2 separate regions of the Gossypium hirsutum genome follow, and region 2 is linked to region 1. Evidence: chromatin contacts called from public Hi-C data. All regions are on one chromosome and are shown on one strand. Each heading gives the region's core, a stretch centred on a gene start, on an enhancer-like site or on the middle of the called end of the contact. The rest is flanking DNA. Distances are from core to core; before and after follow the strand shown. Region 1 holds the start of LOC107945331 (putative uncharacterized protein DDB_G0286901). Region 2 has its middle 11 kb from the start of LOC107945341.

Evidence for each region. A called contact is a pair of places that touch in the nucleus more often than the background predicts.
Region 2: a contact with region 1 is called in a Hi-C map of leaf, with 4 times the contacts expected there. The contact joins the enhancer-like site here to the promoter of LOC107945331 in region 1. A contact is called at or near these places in 3 of 34 Hi-C or Micro-C datasets (callus and leaf).

What each region holds. Positions count from the first base shown.
Region 1 is chrD12:25,696,457-25,702,889 of Gossypium_hirsutum_v2.1, forward strand. LOC107945331 (putative uncharacterized protein DDB_G0286901) reads right to left here and starts at 3,513. Exons shown (of 3, transcript XM_016879292.2): 1 at 3,358-3,513; 2 at 3,158-3,254; 3 at 1-2,754. The coding sequence starts at 2,737. The coding sequence ends at 77.
Region 2 is chrD12:26,610,721-26,617,850 of Gossypium_hirsutum_v2.1, forward strand. No RefSeq gene overlaps it. Among protein-coding and RNA genes, the nearest start is that of LOC107945341, 11 kb to the right of the region's middle. Within about 2 kb of position 4,306, at least 2 of the 9 cell types and tissues checked have an H3K27ac peak or open chromatin away from gene starts, as enhancers often do. A contact at or near this core is called in leaf, where this site is marked.

The DNA.
Region 1 (6,433 bases), core at 2,263-4,762:
GCCTGATCATCTGGGGAAAAGGAAACAAAAATTCGATGACAGTAATGGTCATATAGCGAACAACAGAGCATCATTTTCACTCAGCAGCTACATTCTCGCCATTATCACCATTATTCCCATCATTTCTGGTACCTGGCAAAGTCCTAAACTTTGCAGTTCCATTGTTTTCGTTGTATATCTGTGAAGCATTATTGTTCTTATTCTTGCCCGAATTCCCATTGTTGTTGCTGTAGCTCTGAGCAACTTTGTTGTTTTCATTCTGACCTGCATTTTCATTATTGTAGGTCTGAGCCATATTAGTATCATTCTGACTTGTGGAATCCTGGTTGTTCATGTTGTCCTGAACAACAATGTTGTTCTCATTCTGACTTGCTTTCTCATTGTTGTGGTTGTTGTTTAAGTTCTCGGAAGCATTATTCTCATCCAGGCCTGCATTTTCTTTGTCGTTAATGCTCTGAGCAGCATTGTTCTCATTCTTATCTGCATTCTCATTGTTGGTGTCACTCTGAAAAGCATTGTTGTCCTCATTCCGACTTGCATTTTTGCTCTTCTGGGAACCATTATTCCCATTTTGATCTCCATTGTCATTGTCAATAACACCCTCAGCAGCATTGTTCTCATTTTGGCCTGCATTCTCATTGTTGTTGGTGTTGATCTGAACAGGATCATTGTTCTCATTCTGTCTTGCATTCTCATTTCCGTCGTTGTTTAAGTTCTGGGAAGCATTATTCTCATTCTGACCTGCATTTTCGTTGTCGGTAATGCTCTCAGCAGCATTTTTCTTATTTCGGTCTGCACTCTCATTGTTGTTGTTGTTCTTTAAGTTCTGAGAAGCATCATTCTCATTCTGACTTGCATTTTTGTTGTCAGTAATGCTCTGAGCAGCATCGTTCTCATTGTTATTGTTGTTCAAGTTCTGGAAAGCGTTATTCTCATTCCGAACTGCATTTTCGTTGTCGGTAACGCTGCCTGTATTCTCATTGTTGTTGATGTTGCTCTGAACAGCACCATTGTTCTCATTCTGATGGGCTTTGTCATTGTTGTTGCTCTGGGAATCATTATTCTGATTCTGACCTGCGTTTTTGTTGTCCTTGTAGCTCTGAGCAGTATTATTCTCATTGTGACTTGCATTCTCGTTGTTGTTGGTGTTGCTCTGAGCAGCATTTTCATCTAGATTTGAATTATTACTGTCCTTTTCAGTAACCTCTTCATTTGCATTTGCATTTGCATTAGTGCTGCTCTGATTGTCAGTGCTGATGTCTTTCTCATTTACATTTGCATCATTGTTGGTATAGCCGCCACTCTCATTCTCCTTCTGACCTGGACCGGCATTATCATTAGTGTTTGAGGAAGTTTTCCCTCCTTCGGCAATTGAAGAATCAGAAGCATGAACTTCTTCATTCTGACCAGCATTCGAATTATCAATTGTGTTCAAGGAAAGAAGTTTTCCTCGCGTACCCTCTACTCCAGAATTATCGTAGGATTCTTCCCTCTGAACTCTGTCATTTTGGCTTGTAAATGAAGAGGCAGAATTCTTATCTGATCCTCTCCATGCATTGAAGTTCTCAGTCTGTTCATTTGATTCAACAGATTTAGAGTTACCGGTAGAGGCTGTAGAACCTTCGCTAGCTCCATCCATGTTTTCAGTCAAAGTAGCAATTGCATTTGAATCTGACTGCTCGCCATTGCCACCTGAGTCCGATTGTTGATCATTTTCATTCTGAGTTGTGTTGGATGTCGCATCTGCCCCATCCTGGTGCTCATTTGATTTTGTATCTCTCATGGAAGCCTCAGTGCTCTCATAACCACTCTCAGGATAGTTTTCAGTTGTCCCATTTTCCTGCTCATTTGACTCGTTATGATGGACATTGGCTGCTTCACTGCTATTCGATCCTTTCTCCTGCTCAAATTCATTTTTATCATTGTTTTCCGGTTCCTCCAACTCATTGGAATTTTTCAAATCACTTGTCTCATTCTCCATCGCGACATGTTGGGTATCATGGATTACTTCACTTGAAGCATCACCCCCTTTGTAATGTTCTTCTCTTGCTTCTTCATTATTCCTGTCTACTCCATCATTGACCCGATCATCAGAATTCTCTACCTCATCTCCGCTTTTCTGACTCTCTTTCTCGCCACTTTCTGTTGCATTACTCTCTTCCCCAATATGCTTATTTTCCTTCTCTTGACTCTCCTCGGTGTTTTCTTTCTCCTCGAGCTCCGCATTGACTTCACTCGCCTTGTTTTCACTGTCCTCTTTACTCTCTTCTAACACTTCCTCTCCACTCTCCAGGTCTCCATTTTCCTTCTCTTCACTCTCATGGTTCCGACTTTCTTCATTTTCCTTCTCTCCATATATAGAAACTTCTCCACGCTCGGTTTCCTTTCTTGGCATAGCAATGTCATGCTCATGCATTGCATCATCATCCCCATTCCCTCTTTCTTCATTGTCCGTTTCATCAAGCTTGTTATCATCTTCTCCAAGCTTGCTTTCTTCCTCTTCTTCCTCCTTGTCCTGCACATCCTTAATAATCGTTTCCTTTGCTTGAGGAAGGTCCTTTCTCCCCAACTTAATGACTTCATTCGCGGATTTCTGATACTCCGCTTTCTTCTCACTAGAGTGCCTAACTTGGTAAAGCAACCATATGCAAATAGCAACCAGAAGACATATTTGTAAAGCATGCTTTACCTTCAAACCTTTGGATCTTTGATTCCTATGAGATGAAATCCTGAACATGGCGAACTTTCTTCAACCTGCTGGCAAAACACAACCAGCAGCATATTTATTTTGTAATTAGATATATAGTAATACACTATATCAACAAGAACCAACAGCCTAACATTAGAGAGAGAATGCGAAAACTCGAGCACACATTGACAATATAAGCAATGACAATGCAGATCGTCCCATCCCATGAACTAAAGCTTAAATGGTAGTTTATCATGAACAGTCGCATGCTTTCATAAGTTATACAAGAGATAAAAAGTACAATGAAACCCAATCATGTTTTTCCTCCGGTTATTCTCAAAAAGGAAAAGAAAAATAAAATGCAATATCAAATTTGTATTAAAAATCTGAAACAGATCAAACCACCTGAATTTTAAAGTTAACCCATTTTTTAACACTTAAATTGTAAAAGCTTGGATAGAGACTTGCCTGGAATCCAAATGATCAGGAAGAAACTAACAATGGAAACCTTTTTCTTTTTAGGTGAAATTCCGAGAATAGTTCTATATCCAGGAATTTGGACGAACTGAAAAAAGAAAAAGAAAAGACTTCAATGGAAGATTAAAAGGAATGGAAAATTAGATTGGATCTGGAAATGGAGATGGAAAAACAGAGTCTCAAACTCGTACAAGCCTGCATGCGTGCTCCTTAAAAAGACATTCCATCGATCTCAGCAAAACTGAAATCTCCTGCAATCTCACTCTTACTCTTTGTCTTCACTCTCTTGATGGCGCGTGAAATTACATGACATTATCTATACTTAGGGATGGGCCATGGCAATGGACGGACGGGGCAACACGGTTTTTTTTCCTCGTGCTCACTCGATTCAATTTTATATCTTCTGTTTCGATTTTTTCTCGCTTTTGATTATACCAGCTAGGAAAAAAATTCTCCACTCTTACCTAGAGGTGTTCATGGGCCGGGCAGCCCGGCCCGGCCCGACGGCCCGCTCAAAATATGGGAGGGTTTAGGTAAAAATATATGCCCAAAATATGGGCTTAGGCAAAAAAATGAGGCCCGTTTAGGAAACGGGCCGGGCCTCGGGCACCACTTTTTTGGCCTGGGCCCGCCTCGAATATAATAAATATATATTTTTTATTTTTAAAAATATTTTAAAATACTTTTTTTATTTTTAAAATATTTTTTTTAATTTTCTAAAATTTTTTTTGGTTTTTATTTAAAAAATGGGCCAGGCCGGGCCCGGGCTTAGGAATTTTCCCCCGGGCCGGGCCTGAACAAAATTCCAGGCCCATATTTCGGGCCGGGCCTGGGCCTAGGACTCGGGCCAAAAAATTTTTATGGGCCCAGCCCGAACCCAGCCCGGCCCATGAACACCTCTACCCTTACCCATCCATTTTGAAATATTAAATAAAATTTTAAAAAATATTTTATTAAAGCATATAAATAGCTAAAATTTTATAAAAATCAAAAAATCTAATTAAAATAAATAAAATTAGTTATATGTAACTCTTTCCGTCGAAATGATTTTTGTCAACAAAAGCTCACACATAAAAAACTCACCTAACCATCCATCATGTCACATTAAATGCATCCATCACACCCTTTACCTTTAACACGAGTGTAATAAAACCTTCCATGATCCAATATCAAGTCCCTTAACACAATCTAAACGTGTCTTGCAGGGATGACGTTAGAAAATTATTTTAGGGGTAATAAATGAATCATCAATTATTAAGGGGCAAAGTACAATTTTACAATTATAATAACATGTATTTTCATAAAAAAAACAAGATAGAATATCATTCCCTAAAAAGCCCGTATCATGCTCGTATCATGCCTTCCTTCTATAAAAAGACCCCTAAATACAAAGACAATGACCAAAAAAGGATACAACAAGCCAATAGTTAATAAAGTTTCATTTAGGTTCCCATGCTGATCACTCATTATTTCCAAATGCTCCCATCTACGACTTTCAACACCTAAATTATGGTATGAGTCACCATTTGCCACCATGGCTCAACCAAATGGAAAATTCCCCTCCCAAAAGGTAAAGGGAGAGCAACAGATTAGCAACAAGCTACACAATAACAAAATAACTTAGACCACCATGTGACAAAAAAATTACCAACAAAGGCTAATAAGTCGAAACTACTAGCTTAGGCATAAGAACAACCAACATGGCTACTATTATGTCGCTCAAAGCAACCTCTACAACGACCAAAACGACTTATTATATGGTTCAAAATGGCGCATACTATGATGGTTATTTTTGATACCATCAACAAATTCGCATACACATTAGCTACACTTCGGGCACCACAACCTACCCATTCCAATGATGAAAAATCCCATTACGTAAAACCTAACACCAAAATCTTAGGAATATTTTTTAGCTACAACGTGAACTCATCCAAACAAGCTAAAATGAGACATCTTAAAGAGAAGACCTAGAGAAAGAAAGAAACATGGCCTGATGGGACTCAACCACCAAACAAAAGAGGAATCGTCCTTTATTGCCCCAATGGATGACATAGTAACTCCACAAGCAAAGGAAGTAAAGCAACAGAATGAGGAGATCATCAAACCGAGATGACACTCCGTCAATAACAAAATACACTTGTGAAAAAGTGTTATGAGAAAATAGATCAGCTCCCTACAAAAAGAAAAAGGTCAATGATTTCAAATGGGCTCCTTACGCGAATAACCCTTTGGCACCCAAGGTACTGGCAGAAAGATTGCTCCTTAATTTTAAGCTTCCTAGGAAATGTACGGTAGTAAAGACTCTAACGACCACTTAACCTATTGCAACAACCACATAGACATCATGAGAGCATAAGATGCGCTCAAGTGTAAGGTATTCACCATGATGTTGAGAGAGCATGCTAGAACATAGTACTCAAATCTGTAGGCGGAGATGTGACACCTCACACCCGACTCGGTCGCTCGAATTAACTTTTAGTTTAATTTCAATTAAAACTTCAAGATATCATAATTCATATAAATAAACTCAATGTGAATAAAAAAATTTTCAAGTTATGTAAAACAATTTAGAAATATTTTAAAATGAGTTCTAGGTGTTCAGGGATATTGGAACCAAGTTCGGGTCTCTAAGGATCAAAACAACTCAAAACAAGGGAAGTATCCCTGTCTGACCTAGTAGTATTGGTACAAGTAGGTACTTGTGTTGATACATCTGGCTGGTATTGTTCATTTTTGGCTATTGACTTACTTGTAGCAATACATCTAACCACTTACACTGAAGCAAGTATGACAGGACCCAAAAATGACCCCAAAACCCACCTAGTTTGACTCAAAACAATACTAATTCATTTCTAAACTTTATGTGACATCACATACAAGTTATAAACTTCATACATGCCTAATTAAACTCATTTAAATACATGATTACTATCATGCTCTCAACATTACCAACCTCAAATATAAATTATCATATTAGAATGCAAGCAAAATGTAAATTATGGCATAACATGGCATCAAACTCATGCATAGTAAGTCTCTAGCATCAAACTCATACATAGGATAAAATATTTCCACGCTTTTCTACATATATAGCCACACTCTCACAAGTCTCTAGCATAGTAAGTACCAAAACATCAAAAGTTACTCTAAAACCAATTTATGACATTAGGTACATGCCAACTTGCTACAAAGCTCACAAAAGCTATACAAGCTCTGTTCAGCAGAGAATTGAGTCCTGAATACTATTGACCTTCTCGAATCCTC
Region 2 (7,130 bases), core at 3,056-5,555, 920 kb after region 1:
TTGTTTAATCATTAATTATTCTTTTACTTTTATTCATTTATTTATCCATCAACTTTCTTATTTACATATTGTTCATTCATTTAACCATTCTTATCATTCTTTTATTTTCTTCCATTAATTATATATTTTATTTGTTTTTAATATTATGTCACACATGTTGTTTATTTTTTTTAAAAACTCGTGTTATAAATCATCCATTTTAAATTGTTTGATTATTTGCTTTAAATTTTTTTCATATATTATCAATTGCAATTTTTTTTTTATACTATCTATTTTATATACCATTTATTTTTAAGATATTTTGTGTATAACTTGTTCTAAATTCCTTATTACACAATATTCATTTTTAAACTCATTTATATATTATTACTTTATATATTACCTATTTTCATTTTTTATATATTATTTATTCCAAACTTATACCTATATTACCTACTTTTTTATATATAATTTATTTATTGATTTGTATATTGTTGATTTTAAATTTATTTTTCCCTTGTTATTCATTTTCAAATTCATTATTTTTAAATTTGTTTACATTTTATTTTGCCTTATATTTTTATTTTATTTTATTTTATTTTATACTCTTTGTTTTAAATTCATTGGTCTTTGATTATTGATGCTAGTATTTAAATAATTGCCATTATGTGTTTTATAAATTGTTTATTTGTATTTTCATATTGCCTTTTTTTTATCAAAGTTTTTACACATTGTTTTAATATTGCGTCAATTTTCCCCAATTTTAAAAAAGAAAACTTTTAAAAATAAGGCAATATTCGGTACTTTGGAGCTTTGAGAAAATCGTGCCCTAACTTACTGGGTTTTGATTTTTTTTATCCAAATAACCGAATATCCTTTTTAAACTTTAATGCATGAGACAAGCTTAGTTTAGAAGGTTAAAATGACGTATCCTAACTTACTGGATGTGACATCTTATTACTTAGGGACAAGGAGGTCTTAACATCAAATTCGATTTATTCAGGTTTTTAAAGAGGATCGTATTTTAAAATTTTTTCAAATGTTCGACATTAAGACGTTAATTAATCGATTAGGTACCAATTTTTGGGCATTACGAGGGTGCTAATTTTTCCTCGTGTGTAACCGACTCCCGAGCCCGTTTTCTTGAATTTTGTAGACCAAAATCATTATTTTAATAAATCAAAATGTTTTATTAAAATGATTACTCTCAAGGTGACCCGATTACACCTCAAAAAAAATTGGTGGTGACTTCATTTTCATTTTAAAAGTCGACCTCGTTTATCAAAATAAAAATGATTTCGACAATTATGGATGAAGAATGTCTTCTTTACAAATAAGAGAAAGAAATATAAGACCATTTACTCACATGTGGATTCTCCAAACAACTATGGCAAGGAATTTTAAACTTATATTAGCTTCAAAGGAAAGCTCTCAATAAGGAAGAGGAATTGCATTGAGCCATACCTAAAGTCTAGAGAGGTAACTTACGTTAGCTTGGTTTTTTATCTAAATCAAGAAAGGTAATCTTGGAAATTTGAGTTGGGCATTGGTTAACCATCCTAGCCCAACTCAGCAAAAAAAAGGGTAACTTAGGGGTTTTTTCCCCTTTACGGATGTCATAGTCAGCTCCTTTATGTCTTAGTTAGATTGTGTTCTTTCGGTTTGATTAAACTACAACTTCAAACCTCGACAAATGTGTACTTCATTAATTAAATCCTATTTTCAAACTATTTTTTGAGGTTGAAATTGCAGTTGAGATGAAGATGATTAAATTGGAGTTGAGATGAAGAGAAATTAGTAACTTTTCATTTCTTGTTTTTTAATTTGGTTAAAAATACATATTGGGTGATGAAAAGAAATTGGTATCTTTCTTAATTTGCTAGGATGAAATCAAAATTGGGTATGAAGAAGTTGACGAAAATGGTATTCATATTTTTGAGGTTTCTTTTAATAGAAATAGAGTAATAATAAATATTGAGTAAAGTAATTTTTAGTGTTCTAAAAGTTGCACAAAAGGCTGATGTGGTGGGAAAAATGGCATGTGTCGTTTTTTTATTGATAAAATTAAGTGTGTTAAGGGCATGTCATTATCCCTTTTCCCAACTTACAAAAAAGAAGGGAAGAAAACAGCATGAATTGACATTACCAGATGAGCTCGTGTGGTGACTAATGTGACAAGCTTTTGATAAACCATTTAAAAGTGGGGCCAAACTAATTTGTGCTATGATTGTTTCACTACTCAATTGGAACATTAAAATGCCGTACGGTTCCTTTGAGTGCTCTCAAAACCCATTGAGCTGTCATCACTCTCTTCACCCTCAACCTTAATTTTCTGCCTTGCTTGCCATTAAAATAAACCCCTTTTCCGTTTTTATTTTTTATTTTCCTTTAACATTTCAAAAATATATATTCAAATTATTTTTTAACAAAAATGTTGATTAAAACATTAATTTTTAATAATTTTAATGTGATAATCTGTCTGATAAATTACATATTCTTTTATATTGACATATTATATCATATCAATAAATAATTTTAAAAATAAAATAAATAAAAAATTCAAAATTCAGAAAAACTATTTTACCTTCTTTTAATATATAAATTTGTTATCTTGGATCTTACAGCAAATGAAAGCCAAGTAGACTTGCAAAAGCAACGCATGCTTCTGAAAGGAAAATCATAACCTCATGTGAGATCAACATTTGGCTAAACTTTATAACATTAATAAAAAAGAGTTTGTGGGGTTTGTTTTGATTGATTGCTTTGCTAGTCAATCGCTTGGTAGCTCACAGTCAATATTAGAGACTCCTTGGTTGACACAAAGCTCAATTCACTATACACTAAATATTAAAAAAAAAGTAAACTATAACATTACTCTTTTAACTTTGATTACTTAATTAAAAAATTATAATTTAATCGTTAAACTATTAGGAATTATTATTTTTTATCATTAAACTATTCAAGAGTTTTTATTTAAGTCGCTAAGTTGTTAAGTTCTTTTTAAAAAAAAAATTCTGCCAGCAAACTCCAAACGACGATTCAACGATTGGTATAATAAATCAATACCCATCAAGAAGTAGAAGAACATACTTTAAATCTAACCCAATCTAACGGTAAGTGTTAGAGATCAGAAAAAAAAATATGTTTAAATTTTGATTCGTAGATTCGTGACGTCCAAAGTTGTTTCATAAAAAAATTAAAATTGTAGAAGAGAAGGAAAAAAAAGAGCTTTCAATTAGTGCAGGTAATGCGCACAGAGAAAGGCATATAACATTGATTTTAATAGTTCAATAACTTGAATGAAAATTTTTGAATAGTTTAATGATCAATTGTAACTTTTTTAATTAAGTGACCAAAACAAAAATTAATCCATAATTTAGTGACTAATGTAAAGATTACGCTTAAAAAATACACTATTTTTGCTCAAATTTTGTGTGCAATTTGCAAATGCTTGAAGCAAGAGGCAACAGCTTCCTCAAGGAACCTCAGGAAAAAAAGCACAAAGCAGAAACTATAGGCGACACGCAAGAATTCCCTGGCATAGTTTTAAGAAAACCATAAATTTAGCCTCCAATTCATTCTATTTTTACGGGTTAATTTTGGTTTTAGCAACCATTAGTTCTTTTTTTTTTATCATTGAAATCTACTTTATTAATTTTTTTTCATTAAAAAGAAAGAAAATTGGTTTTGTCCAAATTCAATCGAAATTTCAAATTGAAGAAGTCTTTTTGCCATTAAAAATGTGGTTTTGACACAAAACCCTCATCTTCATCTAAATGGATGTTAGGGCCACACCATTTATTTCCTTGTTTATACACACACATGGTTGTCCCTAGTCTCAATAGCACCCCCAACCAAGAAAAAGTGAACAAGCAAGCAAAGACCCAAATCTAATCCTATAATGTTGGTCACTTGGTCTACTTAAACAATTAATGTACTCTTTAGCGTACGGTTTGTCTTTAAAAAGTACTGAAAATTTGAGTATAGTTCACCATTATTTGGGTTGGAAAGATTTTAATGTTCTTATGGCTTTAATTTTAAGGTCTACAATTTAGTTGGGCTTCAATTTTCCCAATCAATGGTCCCCTAAACCATGGTCCTAGGCTAAAGGTCACAAGGGACCCAAGTGAATGCCTACAAACCAACATACTGTTGAGAGGGTTCTATCATTGCACTCTTAAAAGGGGTTTCTTGCTGACCAATTGAAAATGAAAGATCCCCCAACGACCCATTCATTTTTCTTTTGTGTGGTAAATCGGGGCCTCAAAGCCTTAATTTTGAGGCCTTCTCTTCTCATGGTTTCCTCACCTCAACTCTATTTAACAGCAGCCCAACAAAAAAATATCTTCCCCTTGTCTAATTGATGCCAAAATCAAAACTCTTGTCACCTTCAACCCTTAGCTTTGTGGGTAATTTTAAGGACAAATAAATATTGTTGAATCTATTTAAGAGAGGAATAAAGAGGAAGATGTGCAACCTTGGATGTGACAATCCATTTTCATTGATATTCATGTAAGAAAAAAAAAAGGGTATGATTAGTTTTTTAAATTATATTGTTAGTTACTAAATTATGGGTAAATTTTCATGTTAGTCACTTAACTAAAAAGTTAGAATTGGTCACTGAACTATTTGAAAGTTTTCATCTAAATCACTGAAACATTTAAAAGTTTTTGTTTAAGTCACTGGGTTGTTAAGTCTTTTTTTTTTAAAGTTGCGTCAATGAGCTCTAAGCAACGATTCGTTGACCAGTAGGTGAATCAATACCCATCTACGAATAGAAGAACATACCTTAAACCTAAGTCCATTTGATAGTCAGTGTCAAAAATCAAAGAAAAGTTGTTTAAATTTTAATTCGCAAATTTATGACGTCCAAAGTTGGTTCATGAAAAAAATTGAACTGTAGAAGAGAAGAGGAAAGAAAGCTTTCGATTGGTGCAGACAATGCAAATAGAGAAAGTCATATAGCATCAATTTTAACAACTCAATAACTTAATTGAAAGCTTTTAAATAGTTTAATGACCAAATCGTAACTTTTTAAAATTATGTGACAAAAAAACTCATAATTTTTAGTGATATAATTTACCTTTTATTATATGATATATCAACATTTGGTATAGTTTACCCCTAAAATTATATTATATATGAACATTTTCTTTCTTGCTTATTAAGTTTTTCAATACCTTTTATTAAGGTAGTGGTGATTAAAATTTAAAAATTATAGTTCGAATTTGTTTAAATATGTATTATCTTTGAATAGAATAATTTTAAAGTTTGAAATTAGTATTAAGAAATCACATCCTACTTGTAATTTTACCAAACAAGAGAGGGAGAGAGCTTGATTCGAATCACTACAAAAATGTGATCTTATAAAATATTTTAAGGAGTAGAATATGAATTTTGACTATAATTTTGTTTTTGTTAAAAAAGTTTTATTCCATAATTGATTCTATCATATCTTCAAGGTTTAAATTTTATAACTAACATACAAAAAAACCTCTTAAATACCTTGAGTTTTAATTTTTTTTATTAAAAAAAGTTACATCCTTAAAAATAAAGATGATTTAATTCAAACAAAATTGCAAAAATAACATACCAACGAATGATGGAAAAAAATATCTTGCAAGGTGTCTGTGAGCCAATAAATGTTAATGGTGGCGTATTGATGTCAACTTCACCCCATTTGAAGAGCCCAAACATGATATAATGGACCCCCAAGACACAAAAACATATGCATTGGTGGGACAACGCAATGCTCAGGTTGATTGTTAGCTTTCAAAATCATCACACCCTTTGCCCTTTTTCTATTTAAATTTGGACCTTGGTCGGATTATGCTGGATGATGATGGGCTTGTTGTAATTTCGACAGTGATTTTTTTGCATGTCATTTTTGAGACACAAAAGCCATTCCTCTTTTTCTCCCCTTCAAAGGATGTATATGTCTATGAACCAACACTTGTTTCATTTCAGACCTTACTTCTACCGCCTTTTAATTTTATATATAAATTTTCATATATTTTAAATTTAATCTCCATATTATATAACATTCGCCCCTTAAGCCATAAGGTCATACTTTATATTAATAAAATATTTTCTAGTTTTTAATTATATAACTTTAATAATAATAAAATATTAATATATGATGGACCTTGAAAAACTGAACTTAGAGGCTCAATATAGACTTTAAGGCTAAATTCCAAAATTAATTGATTTTGGCCCATACTCATGTATATTAATCTTCCTCTCAGCTCATTACGTAAAAGACCTCTCGGTAAATATTTTTGCATAAATTATGTTCTTTATTTATTTGACTTATTATTTTTTTCTTTTTCCTAATATGTTGTTATTTAATATATTACAGTATTTAGGTTTTTTGATTAAATTATGGTCAACAAAAAGATCAAATCTTTTTTCAAGAAAAGGATGTCAGAAAGCAATAATGATCAACCGGTTCCTCAACCTTCTGTTATTAGTGGAGAAAAATCAAATATCAGATCTTCCCAAACTCCTGGACGAGATATCAGGTCTTCTCAATCCCAAGCTCCTGAACTCGATATCAAGTCTTCCCAAGCTTCTGAACAAAATATCAGGTCTTCTCAATCCCAAGATCTTGAACAAGATATTGAGTCTTCCAAAGCTCCTAAACAAGATATCGGGTCTTCTTAAGTTCTTGAATGTTCTCGTAAGGTGCCGAGAGTCAAAATAAATGAGTTTCATGCTTCTTTTTTAGAGCATGATTCGAGACTTCAAAAATCTATCCAAGACTTACTTGGTGGCATATATCGAAAAAAAGATAGCTTGAGAATTTTCAACAGATTCTATCATTGATGAGTTCGATTTTATGAAAAAGCGGAGGGTGGAATTTAGGATGCCTAGTGTTGAGAAATAGGACTAAGGCCAAGTTTTTTTTTAAATTTAATTTTTGGAATTATAATGGTATTTATGAAATTTTTAGTATAGTATTAGTTATTCTTTTTTGCATATTGTAAAGAAATATTTAATTTTATATAGTGTGATTTTTTTTTCTTTTAATTCTTCTACAGTTAAATCGTTCATGCTTTTTAAAAACATTAAATCGATTTGTTTGATAATAAAAAAAAATCCGGGAAGAATTGACACTTTTTTACGTTAAAGAAAGGTCGTTCGGATTTAAA